Linked DNA regions of Zea mays: region 1 is linked to region 2. A link is a contact called in public Hi-C data. All regions are on one chromosome and are shown on one strand. Each heading gives the region's core, a stretch centred on a gene start, on an enhancer-like site or on the middle of the called end of the contact. The rest is flanking DNA. Distances are from core to core; before and after follow the strand shown.

The links. A called contact is a pair of places that touch in the nucleus more often than the background predicts.
Region 1: a contact with region 2 is called in a Hi-C map of ear, with 2.0 times the contacts expected there. The contact joins the promoter of LOC100282823 here to the promoter of LOC100283331 in region 2. A contact is called at or near these places in 2 of 25 Hi-C or Micro-C datasets (bundle sheath and ear).

Annotation. Positions count from the first base shown.
Region 1 is chr8:119,464,382-119,467,081 of Zm-B73-REFERENCE-NAM-5.0, reverse strand. LOC100282823 (riboflavin biosynthesis protein ribAB) reads left to right here and starts at 1,414. Exons shown (of 7, transcript NR_178194.1): 1 at 1,414-1,600; 2 at 1,697-2,012. It overlaps LOC100284318, which reads left to right. Exons shown (of 9, transcript NM_001175443.2): 9 at 1-211.
Region 2 is chr8:119,130,759-119,133,458 of Zm-B73-REFERENCE-NAM-5.0, reverse strand. It overlaps LOC100283331 (60S ribosomal protein L36-like), which reads right to left and starts at 1,299. Exons shown (of 4, transcript NM_001374456.1): 1 at 1,273-1,299; 2 at 1,060-1,177; 3 at 457-656. The coding sequence starts at 1,161.

The DNA of each region.
Region 1 (2,700 bases), core at 165-2,664, 330 kb before region 2:
TGCCACTTGTTGCTGTCATGTGAAACGCTAACGGGTCATTGTGGATTTTTGTTTTGGAAGAAAATCTTTGTGAGTTGTTGTCTGATGCGACGGGGGCAGTTATTGGATTACGCTTTGGGTTCTCTGTTTGTTTCAATTGCTCTGCGTTTTATGTCTGTATTAACATACATCAAGCATATATAATAGTCATGTTGCTGCTGCGAGTCTAATCAATCTTGCGATCCTGGTTTTCTCGCTCAATTGCCTACACTGAATGAGGCTGATCACGCTGCTCTGTGCCTACAGCAGGCGATTGTCAGATGCTAGATGGCGATAATACAAGCTTAATAACCAGAGCATGGACGTAGTGCAGTGGTTCTCTCTCTCACGCACACAGAGAAACACTTTTTATTAGCCAAAAGTTGTTAGATTATATAATCTGGCCAGATTATAATCCCAAACAAACACTAAATTAGTATATGTGAATGTGATAAACACCAAATTAGTATATGTGAATGTGATGGTTGATTTTTTTTTCTTTAGGATGGAAGTAATACTGCATTAGCATCTACGGTCTGAAGCGGCCGGCGGAACTGCCGATTCCGCGACCTCCCAAATGCTAACGTTGCCGCCGGCGGCCAAGACCTCCACACCCCCGCCGCGGCAGCCACCGCTCACTATTCCACTCTTTTCAGACGGATGCACGTACCTTCCCTAGCGCCCATGGCCGCGCCCGCCCTTGCTTCCTTCGTTCGGGGACTCTACTACCACTTGGCCGCGGCTGCTTGCGGTCGCGACCATGGCCTCCGTTCCTCAAATGACGCGGCCTCTTCACCAACGGGTTCGGTTGTTCTGTCCTGCAAGCGGTGGAAGTATTTGTGAAAGGAGCTGAAGGTTGAAGGCGATTGATTTTCAGGCTGGCAACTGGCTTGATGCCTGATTCTTGGTAGGATCTTCTGCTACTCTCCAGTGCGAAGTGCCGACACTTTCAAATTCATTCATGAAACTCCCGGTCTCAAATGTTGCTTAAGCATTTAGATTTCTTCAAAAGAAATGCTCACCGTCACTTCACACACACACACACAGTCTATAACTGATGAAATCGCTGTTGTTGTTTTTTTTTACAACGTGGTGACCATTTACTGACTGGGAAAAAAAAAGAGAGAACTCGCAAACCTTCTACCCACTTCCGATGGAAATTGACCTGGAAGGAAGAAGATACATTATCTCGTGAAACCGTCCAAAAGATGCTATCTGCAAAAATATCTTTCACTTGTCGCTGTCTCGTCCAGCTTACATTTCTTTTGACCCATAGCAGAAGGCATTGGAAGCGTGGTTTCTTTGTCATCACCTGAAGTGTGCGATGTGCCGGATTCGGCTGCTTCTATCTTGCAGCTCAGAAACATGTGGTCAGTTTCCCTCCACTCCGTCGGTTTTTTTTTTTCCTTCCATTATCTGCATGAGCAGATAACTCCAAACGACGGGCTGAGAGGTGCTGTGACACTGCAGGCGATAAAGGTATATAAGCCAAACGCTTTTGCAAACTGGGAGCCTGGGATCACCAAATGGACCGTGTTCTTCTGAGCTCCCACTTGCCATCTCACGCTCATGCAAACACGAGGTATCGATTCCTCCCAACTCTTTTGTCTGTGGAAGAAGGCCTTTGAAGAGTTCGTGTATTTTCTCTGTAACCTGCCAGTTGTTCCAATCTTTTCAGGTTGCAGCAGGGTCCTGGTGGCCTCAACAGTATAGGATTTGCAGTCATAAAAAAGGGATGCTTGAAGTTAAGATGTTACGCGATCGGCGATGAACTCGGTGGTCCAGGGCGCTTTAGTAAGCATTTCATCGAGAACAGTAATGGACCTGTTTTCCAGGGACTCGATGCGTCTGCTGGTTCTTTTAGAACTGTCGGTGCTGAAATCACTCAGGACACTGGAGATTTCTTTGTCAGTGACGCAGAGGGTGATCCAGACAAACCTACCGATGGGTTCTCCTCGATCGACCAGGCTATAGGTGCTTTGCGTGAAGGGAAGGTAGGCGAATGGCTACATTAAGTGTATTTCACACCTTAACACTTTTCATCGCTATAATTTTGTCTTTACTATGTTTTGTATCTCATAGTTTGTTTTGAACCTGGGCATGGATCCAGTATTCTTTATTATTTTCATAGTTTCAGCATGTATTACACTTCTCATCCCTGCGCTTTGTTCCATTCATGGGCATTGAACGTGCATGATCAGGCTAGATTGGATTGTCCTACTTGGAGATCATATTCGTGTACTGTGCAATACATGCTTGAGAAGATTTATGATAAAATACTAAAAAATATTATGGGTTGGATTTTAGACAAACTTAAAATTTCAACAAAGTACATCAGACTTACTAAAGACATGTTCAACAATAATGTATGACTAGTATTCGAACAAGTGACAGATACACAGAAAACTTTCCAATTATAATAGTACTATATTAAGGATCAGATTTAAGCCCTTATTTTTTTCCTTGGCGATAGATGAGGTCATAAGGGACATATAACGAGATATCTCTTGGTGTATGTTTTTTTAGACGATGTAATGTTAGTTGATAAAATCCTGGCAAAAGTAAATAGGAAACTAGAGTTGTGGCGGGAGATTCTAGAGCCTAAAGGTTTTAAACTCAGTACAACTAAAACCAAATCTATGAGATATAACTCCAGCACTACTACATATGAGGAAGGAGATA
Region 2 (2,700 bases), core at 50-2,549:
TGAAAATGCTAATACCAACAATGTTTTGAAACAATTCAAAGATATTATTAAATGACGACACAGAGCCCATTTCAGTTAGAAGTATAACAAATGGTGCAAGGATGGTGTAAATTATACGACTGGCCAGATAATAGAATGTCAAGGCATGTGTATATATGCAGACCAGACAAAATTTGGATAGAATACCAGTATATACAATAAATAAGCACTAGTCATCATCTATACATAAAACCATCCCCAGGTAATGCAAATGGCAAGATCAATACGCATAACTTAGATTGATGCCCATTAATGAAAACACAATCGTTGGGGTCACACTAAACCATAATTATGCAACAAATTAGCAGAAACTAACGACTTAAACATGCAAAGACATCAGAAGGAAAAATAAGACAAGACAGGCTACCAAGCAGTATTTTAGTTTTGTATCACAACAAAAGTTTCGAATTTACAAACCTCATCTTCCTGAGGACGCCCATCATCTCCTCTCTCTTCTTCTTTGCCCTCTTGTGAGTTCCAAGCTTTCTCTTGGCAAGCTTCAGAGCGCGCTTGTCCTTGCCAACCTTCAGAAGCTCGGTGATACGCTTCTCATAAGGAGCAAAGCCAGCAACCTCTCTGATCAGGCCCCTGACCATGGACACCCTCTTCGTTGCTTTCTGAATACACCATGAAGTTACAATAAAGGGCACAGAAAATCATCAAGTGAAAAAAAAACATATGCAAGTCCACCAGATTTATATGAGCCATTTACAAGTGCAGACACAATCAAGGCTTTTACAAGATAAATAATAGGGTGTTTGGTTTGAGGAATGAGCTAGTCCATCATCTTCTCACAAGTACTACAGATCCATGAAATTGTGTTTGGTTGAGTTGTAAACATGAACAAGGACATGATTTAAAACGCATGGCTTGAGATGGTGAAACGAATCCTGACCCATCCTATTAACTAGTAAGATCTCAGCATCCTGAACCCCACAATATGTAACACCTAATCCAACAGGTACTAACAGACGCGACATCAACATGATGACCCTAAAAAAAAGCTGAAAGTTGGCTTACCCCCTTGCGGTGGGACGGGCGCAGAGGCAGCTCGCGCTTGGTGACGACATGGCCCTTGTTGATGCCCACGAAGAGGCCCGACTTCGGCTGCGGCGGCGCCATGAGGACGAACACTTTCCTGTGCGCGGGGACAAACAACCGAGGATAAGCAGGAGATACGCTGGGTTTCAGATCAGCGACGGCGACGGCGGCGGCGCGGGAATGGGGACTTGCCTTACCTGGAGAAGTGAGCCAGCTGCTACCGAGGAGAAACCCTAGCGGAATGGATCCTTTATATAAGAGCCGCGGAGGTGGCTTCACAGCCGGAGGATAGTGGGCTGGGCTGAGATTGTTTCATTCTCATTTCATGGCCTTTTTTCTGTTACATGGGCCCAGATCTTCGTTCGTTGGAAATTTTTGAAGAGCAGCCACAAACTTTACTACTAAAGCGAAGCGTCCTGTCGGGCGCTCGACTTTCGTGCAGGCAGGAGCAAGAAAGAATATTGAACGGGTCTTTGATGTTCAACATTTTAGATATGTGGGTGTGGAAAAATCTAGTAAATGCAAGATATATAGATGGATATGGATATGAAAAATCTAGTCAATCCCTCGCTGGAACTCCACCCAATCTCTTTCTCGCAAGCGTCAAAGAGTACTGGACGGACGGACGGGAGAGACCCAGATGCCAATGCGGTCCAGCAGCGGCGGCGGCGGCTGAGGCTAATGATGAGAGCGACCCATGTCTTCGCCCCGCGCACACGGAATGATTCCCTCAATCAAGCAGCTCGTTCCCTCGGGATCGAACGAATCACACTCCGTCCAATCATGCATGCAGCCCATCGATCGATCTCACTCCAATGGCCGGCCGGCCGTGAAAGCTCAGGAACAGCCAGTGATCGATCACCGTAATAGCAGCCAGCAGTAAATAGAGTAAAAACAGTCACGAGGACACGAACTAAGCCCTGCAGTTCTGACGGCTGATGAGGTCTCGGTGGACGGCGGTAGGGATGAAAACGGGACGGATACAGCCGGATACAGGGTCATCTCGTATCCTACCCTAATGTATTTCTCTCGGATACAGGACCGGATACGGGTAGTTAAGATTCGTGACGGATACAGGATGGGACCGGATAATAATCCGGACGGGTAAGAAACGCATAACAGATACTACTCGGATAGGTACCGGATAATTGTCGATGATATTAATTGCCCAACCATCCATAATTTAAGAAATACATAATCATGTATATGATAGATCAGATGTAAGAAAGGAAACCGGTAAAATTGACATCATGCAGTTCAAAATTGCTTATCACAAGGACATTGTAGAACCAACACCGCAATATTTAAAATTCATAAAAAATTCTAGTTTCACTAAAAAATTGCAAATAAGTTACAAAAACTAATAAACATTTTATATGAAGATAACTCAAGTCCTCGTATGAAAATGATAAAGTGAAGTACTGATTATATTGAAACTTGGATACTTACACTAATTTCATATGTAACTCATACAAATAAGTGAAAGTGAAAGGAAAGAAACGTGGGTATCTTATAGATCTTATGATCCAAACATTTTTTATGGTTACATATGGACATATGTTGTATCTCCGTAAAATTTCACGATTTTTTGAGGCTATTTATGTGTTATTAATTTCTTGT